Linked DNA regions of Rattus norvegicus: region 1 is linked to region 2. A link is a contact called in public Hi-C data. All regions are on one chromosome and are shown on one strand. Each heading gives the region's core, a stretch centred on a gene start, on an enhancer-like site or on the middle of the called end of the contact. The rest is flanking DNA. Distances are from core to core; before and after follow the strand shown. Region 1 overlaps LOC120098552 (a long non-coding RNA gene). Region 2 holds the start of Foxc2 (forkhead box C2).

Region 1 (7,500 bases), core at 3,938-6,437, 210 kb before region 2:
ACGTCGTAAAGGGGGGATGAGAAGGTGAATTCGGCCTGTTTTCTGCTTCCAGGGCATCCTGGGAGAGGACTTGGCCAGATGCTTATGACCCAGGGAACAACTCTCACCTGAGCGTACAGGAGCCACCAGAAGAGGAAAGACGCCCTGCGGCCTCCCCCATCCAGAGCCCCAGAGCCCCAGAGCCCCGCCCCTCATACATTCATTGATTAGCTCCCGTCTGCTACTGATATCCCTGGAAGCTTGGACTTCTATGTGGAAATATCAGAGGTTCTTGTTCCAACATGTTCTCTCTCTAGTTCCCAGCAAACCAGTTTACTAGTGTAGCTCAAACCAACCCACATACACATCACACACACACACACACACACACACACACACACACACACACGCATATATACATACACATACATAAACACACACATACACATAAACACACATACATACACATAACACACACACATGCTCACACACACCTATATACATACACATACATAAACACACACATACACATAAACACACATACATACACATAACACACACACATGCTCACTCACACATGCATACTCATGCATGCACATGCATACGCATACACACATATATACACAAGAAAGCCTGACCTGCAGCCCGCACCCTTTGCTCTGCCGCACTCCAGGCCTTTCCTAGGAGTGTGGTCGATGCCCAGAGGCTGTGCCCACTTAAGACTCATCAGCTCTTTAGACCTGAGAAGCCATGGACTGTTCCAGAAAGTCAGCAGAGTGTCTCTAAATCAGGGGATGCCATGTCCATTCCACTGCTCCAGCTGAACCCCATCATCCATCCTCTGTGTGCAGCAAATGACACCAGGTTCACACCATGCCCAGGTCTCCATACGTGCTGGGACCTCTTAGCCCTGCATCCCTCCTGACACCTAGATGCTGGTACCAGGGCTGCTGGCCTTGAGAACTATGCATGTGATGGGAAACCATCAGCCCACTGTCTAGAGGGGCAAATTCAGTCAGGGAAGGCCAGTGTTTATCTCACAACAAAGTTGGGTCATTCACAATGCATGAGCATCCAGAGTCTGTTCCAAGCATGAAGGCACCTGTACCTATCCCTCTCAGACATGAGTCCTCCACCCACACCTCACTGCTAGAAGCTTCTTGTAGGTAGGCTGTAAGAGATGCCCTAAATTTGGGGACGTGGGTGTCCAGTCCCATCGTGGGCTCCTCTCAAGAGCACAGCGAGGTTCCACAGACTGACTCTGCTCCTCTAAGACTGACAGAGGGGACAGGGTCATCAAACAGTTGAAGCTTCTGACATGGCCAAGTGTCTTCGTCTAAAGGTCCTTGAGAGTGGACACACTGGGGACCGTATGTGAACATAGGCCATTTCCCGGTCTGCTGCAGTGTGGTCTGGTGACTTTCACTGAGGACCGCACACTGTGCACAGCTGAGGCCAAATGCACAAGAGAAAAGCACACACACGTCCAAGCATTAGAATATCTCACCAGCACATAGTGGGAAAGCCCAGATGCCCTTCCACAGGCGGTAATAAACAGATGGGGTGGGATGGGTCCTTGCTGAGGAATATTATTTAGCCATTAAAAGGAACAAACCCCAATTCCTGCTGCCCCATGGATGAACCCTAAATGTGTGTCCGGCAAGAGAGACCACACCCAGAGGACCCTGGGTTTACATAGAACATCCAGAGCAGACAAGTCTAGATGTCAGAGGTGGATTGAGAACTGGAGGAGGCTGGGTTTCCTTTGGAGATGGAATCCAGCAGGGATTGGAGTGGTTTTGAACTGCATGAGGGTGGCCAGACTATCGAAAGATGAAAACCCTTGATCTGGACTTAGAAAGGGGAGTTGATCAGCCCGTGGATGGCATACCCTGAAAACTTCTTGTAAGAGGGTGTGGAGGGAGGCCCAAGCAGAAGTCTGGCTCAGCGTGACTCCCAAGAGTTTAGTGTGGTACAATTGCTTGCCCTGACTTCAGATCCTGACTTTTGATCCTTGGTGTGAGTGGAGAGGTTTCGGGGATTCTGTCTAGAGCTGGAGAGCTGGGGCAGAGTAGGACTGGTGGCCTCTGCCTCTCTTACTGGCTCTTGTCTTGAAAATGTGAGTGAATCTGACCAGACATGCCCCCTGGTGTCTTGCCCCGTGTCCTGGAGCGGAATGGGTGGCCTTGGTACAGATGCGGTGACCCTCATGGGGCTGGGGGGCTGTCCCTTCCCATCTCTGTTTCAAGGTGTCCCTCAGGCCTTTCATTTCCTCACTTTAGACACAGACTGATAGCCTGGTGACACGAATCAGCCTGTGACGCCCACCAGAACTTTCCGGAGTCCTTGTACGCGGTGACCCGAGTTTCTTGGTCAAACTCACTCTCTGACCTGTGACCTCTCCCTGCCCTTCCCCACACATTGGAGTTGGGAGTCACTTCCTTCTAACTTCCTCTTTCCCAGACAGAGCATCCCCATCCCCCAGCCAGGGATAAGAGCTCTGCACCCAGATTCTGCACGCCCAGCTCTGTGACAGGGCTGTCCCTTGCCCCATCCCAGTCTGTGGGACTTCAATGTAAGCTATTGAAAAGTTGAGGTAGGAAGGGCTCCCTAAGCTGACCGTAGGGAGTGCCCAACACAGTCCCTTTGCATTCTGTGCCTCGAATGTGTGTCTCTGAGGGACAAGCGTCTTCGTACTGAGTCTTTTCTTTATAAAACACAGCAAGCATCCAGACAAACTTGCCCGCCATCAAGAGTTTTAAACTCTTTTTTTTTCTTTTAAGTCTGTGTTGCTTTTGAGACATGGCCTTTCTACATAGCACTGGCTGGCCAGACACTCACAGTGATCCTCCTGCCTCTTCTGCCTCTGCCTCCGGAGTGCTGAAATTAAAAGTGTGTGCCACCACACCCAGACAGAACTCTTATTTTTATACATAAATGTTTTATTAACATATAAGAAATGCCTCAAAAATGACACATTTGGGAGAACACCATAGTGCATGCCAAGGTCACCAGAACCCAGTTGCAAAGGGAGAAAAAACATTGACCACCTTGTCACCCCCAGGGCCCAGGACCCTTGAAGCCCCACTCCACCCCCGGGTCTTTAACTATAGGATGGTTCCCTCAGGAGGCCTCTGAGCTCACCCTGCAGAGAGAGCCACCCTGCTTTCTGTAGAAATATAGTGCAGTGCACTCCTCTGTCTTTCTCCTCTGCCGTGGGGCTGCCCCAAGTCTACAGATCTGATCTGCCTCCCAGGACCTCGTACAAGTTCAGTCATTCAAAATGCAGCCGTAGACACCTTCCAAGGTTTGCCCTGATCAGCCTAGCTGTGTCCCTGTGGTCTCTGTGGGGTGTGGGCAGGGATGGGTACCATCGAGTAGGACCCTGGGCACATGTTGCTAAGATGCCCCAAGCCATTCTTCCAAGAGGTAGCATCAAAAGATGCTCCAGCAATGAGGCCCTGTCTCCCCACTCAATCATGTCAGGTTGGTGTCCCTCACGGGAGCCAATATGAGGTGATGTGGTATTAATAATTTGCGTTTTCCTCATAACCCATAATGGTGGACACTAACTATACCATGTTCAACCTTGTCTATTTAAATCACAGATGTTTAGCCAAGGCCACCTTGATTTTCTGCTTCTATCATCTTTCCCGCCTTAGAGGTGACACTTGGAACCAAGAGGAGGTCTCTGGGTCACTGGGGACATGCCCACGAGGGTCAGTGGAACCCCAGTACTCCAGTTCTTGCCTTTATTTTGTTGGGCTTCTTTGTGAGGTTAGAGGCTTAGCTCCACCAGTGGAAGCTGGTCACTGACTGGAGACAAAATAACCTTTTTTCTTTGTAAGCGGCTGGTCTCAAGCATTTTGTTACTGTTTCAAAACCGTGGAAGAAAAACTTTGAATTTCTGCTTAATCTAGTGCTTCTGGTTTCCGTCCAGGAATGTTCTCACAAAAACACACCCCCTCCTTGTCACTCACACATTCACGCCTCCCGTTCACACCCACGCCTCTCACACCCTGAGTGTCAATCACACCGAGCCATGCCTCATTCACACTGCCCTTGCCTCATAGCCACACTCTGATCTCACTTGTGCGTGTACACAGGTGGAGGAGTGGCTTGCCTTTGGGGCTAGTTTTGACTTGGCACCTGTTATTGCTCAAAGGAAGCTGAGATCTTAGTGTGGAGGTCTCAGTCAGGGTAGCCACTGCACCTTCCGTCTTCTTCCCAATACTGTCTAGTTTGGACGCCTCCTCCCTGCCACAGATAAAGACAGTGTTTGTGTACAGGTGGCTGGATTGGGGGTGACTCAGGGGTTTCAAGTGGAGGTATAGGTGGAAAAGCGACTGAGAAAACAAACCAGTGTACGGCCTGTTGATGAGATGGCCTTGGTGGGTAGCCCTGTGAGGCCGCGTATTGCCTCTGTGGTTCTCAGAGGATGTGCAGTGCCCTCTACAGCTTTCCGCCTTACAGCATGGGACACTGGTCTACACCCTGCACTGCCTCTATCCTGGCTGAACCACTGGGGACACCTATGGGTCCTTCTGTAAGTAGAGCTTCTCACGGGGTCCTGCTGTCTTGATAGGTGGCTTCCTGCTCCAGCAGGACTCCTGCTTAACAGCTTCTTTTCCCAAGGACCCCAATTCCAAAGGATGTCACAGCAGGTTGGACAGCATGTGAGTTGGGGGACACAATTCATTATGTAGCCGGGATGGAAGGGGCAGAGAGGCTGGCATCTCACTCAGGCTGGATGAGAGCCCAGGGCTGGTTGGTAAGTGGGTGCCAATGTGTCCTCAGGTCCCTAGGCAGGACACCAATGAAGAGGTCTCCAGTGACACTCGGTATTGTGGTAGCAGGGCTTTGGTGAGGTGGCTGTGTATATTTATCCTAAGTCCTGTCCCCTGACTGGATTATAGTCGTCTGGGCACTCCCCCCATCTTCAGACGGTGGCCTCTTCTTGTCTAGGTATCGGGGTGTCGCCTTACCATGTGGGAAAGAGATGGAGTGTCCCACTCACTGAACTGAGCCTTATGCCTCGTCCCGCCACCCCCAGGGTGGTGAGGCCGGGGAGGAAACAAGAGCCCCAGACTCCCACTAGCGTTGTGCTGAGTGCTGGCCAGCACTTTGGCCTTCACATCCCTAGAGCCCGCTGCTGGCTATCCCCCTGCCCTGGAGAGCGATCCATCTCCAACCTCGAAGCTGTCTAGACTTGTTATCAGGCCCCTAATTCCTGAGAGCTGAGCGGGCAGTGGGCTGTCGAGATAGCAAGAGGGTGAAGTCACTGGCGTAAATCTGAGGCAGGAAGTCCATTCCGGGCCGATGGACAAGTGTGGGCCAGTGCCCGAGGGCTGAGATAACGAGTCTAGACTCGGCTGGTCATTTCCTCCTCTTCCGTGTGTCCTGTGGGCCGCGCCCTGCCTTCCTGCTTGCCCACTGCCCCAGTCCTGGGAGAAGCCCCTCTGGAGGAGGCCTCACCATTATCTGAGGAGCGGCTGCTGGGGACTCTTGGCCTCGGCTGGGTACAGATCCTTTCCTAAGTCCCAGAGGCCTTTCTGGGAAGGTCATACTGGCCTCTGTCACTGTCATTTCAGTGGGTTAGGGAAAAGTGACGTTTTCCTCCCTCCCATAGCCAAAGGTCACTGGAAGGCCATGGGTGGGGGTTGGGAGGACCCAGTTGATGTCAAACAGACCCAGTTATTTCCACAAGTCCTGCAGGAAAAAGCCAGAGGGAGCAAGCCTTATCTGTGACAGCCTCAGGCTTGTGGGACTCTGTACAACGTTTTTGTCTCTGGAAAGAATAGCTAGTCCCATGGACCTGTGGGCACACCGGCTGATCCTGAATCTCAGAGCCAGAGTGGGAGAAGAGGCCAAAGCCTCCTGCCTCCAGGTAGAAGCCCACAGCATGCAGGGGCTGTGTGCAACCCAGCAGCTGAGGACTCAGGTGGAGACCACAGGAGAAGACAAGCCTGTGTCTCTACTTTCAGACTCTGACACCTGATGGTGTGTCCTGGGGACCATGATCTGGTGGGGGAGGTCCCCATAGGAAGGAAGAAGGTGTTCAGAGAGTCACACCTTCTCAGCCAGCAATGACAAAAGTCAAGACGAGTCCATGTCTGGAGCTGCACACATAGCATTTTGTCATAGATGGAATCCTGTAACTATTGGGGAGATGGCTCAAGAGAGAAGTGCTGTGCCTGGGGCTCCCTGGACTGAGTTCCAGGCTAATGAGAGGCCCTGTCACACACACAAAAAAAGTGGATGATATGCCCTTGGAGTAGCACACACCTCAACATCCACAGCCACACTGACACACACAAACACACTGACATGCACACATAAGCATGCACACACATGCACACATGAGCACACACAAGCACACTGACATGCACACACATATAAGCATACACATGCACACATAAGCGCACATACATGCACACACTTGTACACATATGCACACACAGGCAAGCACACACACATGCATGTGCACACCAAAGCACACTGACATGCATACATATGCATGCACACACAAGTACACACACCATACATAAACATGCTGACATGAACATACACACAAGCACACACATATGCAAGCATAAGTACAGACACAAGCACACTGACATGTACAAATATGCATGCACACACAAGCACACACCAGAGCACACTGACATGCATACATATGCATGCACACACAAGCACACACATAAGCACACACATATGCACACACAAACACACTACCATGTACACATATGTATGTATACAAAAACACATGCTTGTACACATATGTGCACACACAAGTACACTGACATGCATATACATGCACACACAAGCACACACTCATACACACGAACACACAGACAAGCACACACATGCAACATACATAGACATACATGCACATGTACACATGCACACATACTTGCTCCCATGTGTGAAAGTACACACCCAATTTTAAATACCCCTCTAGCCCCCGTGCAGACCTGTTGGAATTACCCTTGGCCTGAGGCTCAGTGAACAGCACCCTCTGAGGAATCTTGTCTGTGAGGAGCTGGGTTAGAATTAGAACACTGGTGGGGCTGAGCTGAGAGCTCAGAATCACTCTGAAGTCTGCTGTTCTGAATGACGCAGGCTGTGTCTTGAAGCCACTGCATCTGTTCTGTCAGGCTTCATGACTACACAGCTGAGAAAGGGGTTGGAATGCCAGATACCATGGTCCTTGTTGGGCCTCTCCTGCCTCCTCTGTCAGGGCTGCATTTTTCTGAGATTCAGTGAGGTCTGCTGAACCCTTGCCAGGCACTCTCCACAGACATGAAAGTCAATGTACACAGCAGGCAGCAGAGGCAGCCAGGGCAGCCTGAGCTCCTCCCAGCTGTGGATAGAGTTTTAGTGGGACCAGACTCCAGGGAAGGGACCAGACTCACGTCCTATAGAACCATGGCAAGGGATGCTGCTGCTACTTAAGTCCACAGGGAAAGCTGTGTGTAAATGATGGGCTGTGTGACTCTTAGTCAGATGATAAACTAACCA
Region 2 (6,390 bases), core at 2,705-5,204:
TCCTAAGCTAACTGCTCTGCTCAGGAACCAAGATATACCTGGCCTGTCCCCCTCCACCGCACCCAAGTTCAGCCCTCAGTTTCCCCACTTTATGGAAGGTCAGTGACCGCATTCTGGCACTGCAGGTGGAAAGATTATCTTATATACACAGGGAACATTATCAGAATTTGAACCTCCCGTAACTCTATTTCAAAACAGAACAGATATAAAACTTGCAGTTTTAACAGTAACACGATATACGTGTTACAGTGGCCACCACTGAGCTAAGCAGATGACCTGCAAAAGCACCCCCCTTCCCTCTGGCCAACATGCTCTGTATAGAAATAACTTCCATGAGCACGGTACAGGTTACCGACTGGGGTGAAAATCCGTGACACACGCCTAAAGTCCAACACACAGGCCTGCGATAGGTAAGAAAGAGACAACCCCCAGGTACATTTAGCAAGGTCTGTCCCCATCTATCGTCCTTTCTTTACTTCTTTTTAAAAAAGAAATGAGATATCAGAATCAAAAAGAAAAATAGTCTCCCTGTTATTTAGCATACTGAAAACCAGAGCCAGTTCAACACTAAAATACCGTGCTCTTGAGAGGGCACGGTGGCCTTTCTACCACAACTGGGCTGAATATTTAAAGCCCAAATTGAGATATAAATCGGACTGAAATTCACTTCTAATCTGATCCCATAGTCAGCCCTTAAATACCAGAGACCAACCCTCTTTGCCTCTTGCTGGCACGCTTAAAGCCCCAATGGGGGAAAGAAGTCCGCATCTAAGGAACTGGAGGGAGCATAGGACTCACCCAGGCTCCGGCTATGTTGCGGTTAGCAAGCTGCAGACCGTTTGTCCTTTCTCTGTTTCTCCCCTAAACAGAGGACAGCTGGACACCGAGAGAGACAGAGTGACACCATTTTGTTTTGACAATTGGTAACAGTTTTCTGCATCCCCCCCCACACACACACCAAAACACTTTGTTAACAGGCCAGCTTGTTACCCTCAGGCAACCCTGTCCATGTGTGGAGGGAGAACAGTTTCTCAGATTGCCTTGAGCAAAAAGGAAAAAAAAATTCCAGGATGGGATATTTCAACAAACCAAGAACCCTTTCTATTACTAAATGAGAGCTCGTTCCATTGTCCTGTGATCTGTATACGAATTCAAGTACCAGGCCACCTGCGCCGTAAAAATAATCACAACTGGGTTTACTACAACTTCCTTTTGAAAATTCAAGGACACAAAGACACCATCGGAACTTTGGGCAGAAGAACAACGTGGGTTTATTTTAAGGTAAATACAACACTGAGATCACAGAAGACAAACACAGATGAAGTTGAAATTTTAAAGTCTCTTTGTGTGTTTTAGGAATACTCCAGATGGCGTCTACTGTACAAAGCCATGCGCTTCCTAAATAAAAAGTATCCAATACTTAATTTCGTTATCCAACAACAACAAAAAAATAAATAAATTATTTTCTTGTTTTGTAAAAGACCTTCATTTGTGGGGGAAAAACCTATTTTATTATGGTACTGTGGGGAGAAAAGACCCACACAGGTTTCTTGAATTCAATTTGGCAGTAACAGTTGGGCAAGATGAAACCTTATCCAGTGGACACAACTTTAAATATTATATTAAAGGCTCTGGGTAACAACGAACTCGCCTGGTTACAAATCCGCACTCGTTTACAGAAGGCACCTTATCCGGAGAGACCTCTTGAGCCCGGGGAGAGTCTCCACAGAAGTCATTAGGGGGTCCCTGTGGGGTTTGGTCCATAAACCAATCTATTAAAACCCCAAGGGGAGCAGGCGCAGCATCCGGGCAGGGAACGGGAATTAAAAAAAAAAATAAATCGGTATTTCGTTTTGCTGTGCTGCATCCCGGTTAGAGGGACTCTCTGGGATCTCAAACTGAGCTGCGGAGAAGTTACCTGCGAGATGCACGGAGCTCTCTGCTCCCGGGTCTGAGAGAGGGGCGCGTTCGGTCGCTTTTTGCGGCTCTGTCGAAGAAGGTCCCATGGGGAGGTGAAGCCGGTGCGGGCCTGGGGCTGGAGCGGACTGGACGCCTTAATATTTGGTGCAGTCGTAGGAGTAGGGGGCTGCATGGCGGTAGAGGGACGGCGTAGCTCGGTAGGGCAGCTGACAGCTCGCATTGCTCACCTGGGACTCCCCGAGGGTCGAGTTGTCCAGTCCTAGCCGGTGCGAGTTGAACATCTCCCGGACATTGGGGAAAGTTTGCTGTTGGGTCGCGAACGTGTGGCCGGGGAGGTGGCTCAGGTCCCCGCCGTGGTTCAGATACCAGGAGGTGGCCTGGGTGGCGGGCTGCGGCGCGGGAGGGGGCTGCGGGGCGGGCGGCGGCGCCTGCGGGTGGAGGTGACTGTGATGCTGGTGGTGGTGGCCCGAGGCCCCCAACGCACCCTCCTGACCCGCTGCGAGGTTGAGGGCGCCGAGCGGGGAGCCGGGGCCGCTCGGGTGGTCCGACAGAGCCTCGTCCAGCGCGGGCGGAACGCACACGTGCGCAGGCCGCTCGGCCCCGGTGTACAGACTCATAGCCCGCATGCTGCACTGGTAGCCCGCGGAGCCCGCAGCCTCCAGGCCCTGCGCGCACGGCTGTGCGTAAGCGGCTGGTGGAGCTGCGGCGTATGGCAGCGCCAGCGGTGGCACCACCAGGCCGGCGCGCGCGGCCGCTGGGCTCAGATCGCCGCCCGGAGGCGACGTGCGCAGCGTCATGATGGTCTCCACGCTGAAGCCGGGCAGCCCGTTGGGCGCGGCGGCGTGGTGCTCCGGCAGCGAGCCGTCTGGGGAGCCGGCAGGCGTGGAGGCTGAGCTGCGGGGACTGGCTTGCAGCGCGCCCTCGGGACTCAGCGTCTCCACCTTGGTGATGACCGGCAGCGCGGGTGACGCCGCCTCGCTCTTGACCACCACTTTCTTCTCGGCCTCCTTGGGCCCGTCAGCTACCGGGGTCCCTGTCGGGGCGCCTTTGGCCGAGGCAGGGGGCGGCTCCTTGAGGTGGGCCCGCTCCTCCTTATCCTTGGGCACGTCCTTCTTCTTGAAGCGCCGCCGCCGCCGCAGGAAGCTGCCGTTCTCGAACATATTGTAGGAGTCCGGGTCGAGCGTCCAGTAGCTACCTTTGCCTGGCTTCTTGTCATCGCGCGGCACCTTCACGAAGCACTCGTTGAGCGACAGGTTGTGGCGGATGCTGTTCTGCCAGCCCTGCTTGTTCTCGCGGTAGAAGGGAAAACGGTCCATGATGAACTGGTAGATGCCGTTCAGGGTGATCTTCTTCTCCGGCGCGTTCTGGATCGCCATGGTGATGAGCGCTATGTAGCTGTAGGGCGGCTTCACCAGGTCCTTGGGCGCCGCGGGCTGGTGGTGGTAGGGCGCGTAAGAGCGGCCCATGCCGGCGCCGTACTGCTCCGGGTGGCCGGAGTAGACGCCCATGGGGCTGGCCATGCCGCCGTAGCTGCCCGCCGCCCGGTAGTAGTTTTGCTCGCTCAAGTAGGGTACCACTCCCAGGGCGTTGGGGTCCGACACCGAGTAGCGCGCCTGCATGCTGCGTCCCAGACGCCCGGCCGCCGCCTGCGCGCACCGACTGCGGCCCGCGGGGAGCGAGGCCCGGAGCAAGAGAGCAGGAAGGGACGGAGCGATGCGGGCAGCCCTGGCTCGGGGCAGCCTCGCGGGCCACGCGCGCTGGCGCTCGGGTTCAGCCGACCGGGCGGATCAGCATCCTGGAGGGCGCACCCCGGGCGGCCCGGCTGGCCGCGCGCTCTCGGACCGGCGGATGGAAGCCCTGAGCTGGCGGCACAGACGCCACGCGCGACCGTGGAGCTAGACCAGCCCTTCGGAGTGCTAGAAAAGGAGACAGCGGCTCTCGGGGCTCCGCCAGGAGAACGGCAGCCCACAGTGTCCGCGAGCTGGGATCCGGAGAGGCTGCGCGGCCGAGCCCGGAAAAAGAAGCGAAGTCCCTTTTAGGGATTGGGAAAAGTTTCAAAAGTCTTCTGGCTCAAAGCGAGTTTTTACTTTCTTCAGGCCGCGCCCCCTCCAGGAAGTTTGCACCAATCATCTGGCAGCTCTAGGAAGGATGGCACCAATCAGAACGAGGAGCGCCTGAATCCGTCGGCTCTAAGACCCAGCTGCTCTTAGCCAGCTTGCCCCCCCCAACCCCAGCTCAAGTTAACCTGAGGACTTTTAAAAATGAGTTACATCTTATTAAATTTTATTTTATTATCACATTTTGTTTAACGAGACCACGTGCCCAGAGCAAAAAATAAAAACCCGTTCCTTTGCAAAACAAAAAGATGATTAGTTTGAAATACAAAATTGAATTGATGGAAGTTGGGCGAAGATCTGCCCCCAAGACCTTGTAAGTAAGAAAGAGCCTGGAGATTTTTTCTTTAATTATTGGGTGAAAAGGCGAATAATTAGACTTATTAATTATCGAGGCCTAGTTGTAATGGGTTCAGAGCAAATGGACTGAGTGTGTGGGGCCTGTTGATCGCAGTGGTGAATAATCCTAAGGACGTTTCCAGGTCGGAGTGTTGAGGATGAGCCCACAAAGGAGGCCGGGTTGTAGAATTCGGTTGCACTCGCCTTCACGAGGGGGTCGGGCTGGGAAGGAAGGTTTGGTGGGAAAGCCAAGCCAGCAAGATAACAGCTAAGGAGCAATTGGTCCTCGCTCTTCACTGAGGCTTAGGTGATCGATCTGCGTCTCCAGTCCATTACCTGGGGCTCGGGGAAGCGAGTGAACCTAACAATTGCTTTCCTGGTCTCCTCTCCCCACCCATGCCACCCGTTCCGGCTGCTCTCTCTTCTCCGTACCTATGAAAGCGCTGCCTAAAGGCAGCCAGCCCCCAGGAGCTGGTGTTCCCGTTCGGTGTTGGGAGCCCCAGGCCTGCCTTCCACCCCGGCTTCGCCGCTGGAGACGCAAAGGAGTGCGGCACTGCGTGGCTTCCGACCCGCTTCCTTAGCCAGTGCTGGGCCCAACGAGGATCCCACTCTGCGGCCAGCATCTTTGGGATCCCGTAAATTGACCATAGTTCAGGCTGTTTGTTTGACTGAGTTTTGATTAGGTGAGTTGAGGATCAAGAGCTCCTTAGAGGGCCTGGTAGCTGAAGGATTTTTTCGTTGGCAGCCTTGCCGCACAGCGACACCGAGTTCCCCCGACCTTCAAGCTTGCTCCTTCCCTCTAGGAATCCCCGGGACAGTTTGTTTATTTGTGGACTGGTTATTTATTCCTTCAACACCTCCAGTCTTCATCGGATCCCTGCTCGTCCGCTTCCTCAGAAGCACTGAGAGGTCCCTACGGAAAGGCTCTATGCCTTGTAGAACCTTCTGGAAGTCGTTGGTCCGGTTGGGCAGGGAAGAAGGCGACAGATAAAACATGTGTTTCAGCCTCTCTTCTTCTCCGACCCCCACCCCCCATCCCCACCGCCGTTAGATTTTCCACTAAAGGCTGTGAGAGAGTAGAACTCCTTTTCAGCTTTGACACGGTGGGTGAGGAGACTTTAGTGACATTACACGGCTTAACATCGGAACAGCAAAATAAGTATTTATGCGTATTATCTTTGACTCGATGACCAGAATTTAAAGGAAAGGGCAGAACTGGGGCCCCTGACCTGGATGGAGTATCTTGGGAAACACATTTTTGTGGCTGCTGTTCTGGATTCTTTTTTTGGCTAATTCCTCCTCTCCCCTTTAAATTCAAAATTAGGGTTCCCGGGCGCAGGTTGGGAGTGGGAGCAGATCTGGGTAGGGGGTTAAACCTTCTCTACTCTCATGGTTCCACTAAGAGTTATTGTACCGATGCCCCTAGTGTATTTGTGTTCACTTTCAAAAAAAGTGACTGTGACAGAAAATGTCTTGCCCCTCATGAAACGCGTGACAGGTAGTGTTGAGTTTTTCTTGCGATGTTGCTGAAAATTCCACTCATTGATCGAGAAACACTCCCCTCCCCGGCCTCCATGGCCTTCCTGCAGGGGCACAATTTACTCTGCTTTTATGAGGTGTGTGTGTGTGTGTGTGTGTGTGTGTGTGTGTGTGTCCGTCCATGTTAAACAGCCTTATCAAAGCAAGAGGCAGAAACTGAACGCCTCAGACTATGAAATCTAAATTACCGAAGGCCACTTTATGCCTGCGTATACCCAAATTGAAACCCAGTGTCTTCTTAAAAGAACATTGGTTTAATTCTCAGATGTATCAACCCACACCCCCTCTCCGAAAGAAAGGGTGGGGGCTCCCGGAGAGGCACAGAGAAGTTGTAGGGCTATCCCTTTGCTCTGGACCTGGGCTTCTCGCTTCTGTGGAGCACTGAGAGAGATGTTTGTTCCGCTTTCTAAAACAACACTTTGCACACACACACACCTGGACTTGGCAGGAACCAGGTCCTGGCTCCTGCAGCCTGCAG

What was found. A called contact is a pair of places that touch in the nucleus more often than the background predicts.
Region 1: a Hi-C map of Schwann cells shows a contact between it and region 2, with 4 times the contacts expected there. The contact joins the enhancer-like site here to the promoter of Foxc2 in region 2. A contact is called at or near these places in 2 of 12 Hi-C or Micro-C datasets (Schwann cells and liver).

The regions. Positions count from the first base shown.
Region 1 is chr19:66,304,883-66,312,382 of GRCr8, reverse strand. It overlaps LOC120098552 (a long non-coding RNA gene), which reads right to left. Exons shown (of 3, transcript XR_005496866.2): 3 at 2,905-7,500. Among named protein-coding and RNA genes, the nearest start is that of Foxl1, 200 kb to the right of the region's middle. Within about 2 kb of position 5,187, at least 12 of the 93 cell types and tissues checked have an H3K27ac peak or open chromatin away from gene starts, as enhancers often do. A contact at or near this core is called in Schwann cells and liver, where this site is marked.
Region 2 is chr19:66,092,282-66,098,671 of GRCr8, reverse strand. Foxc2 (forkhead box C2) reads right to left here and starts at 3,954. Exons shown (of 1, transcript NM_001101680.1): 1 at 1,252-3,954. The coding sequence starts at 3,539. The coding sequence ends at 2,055.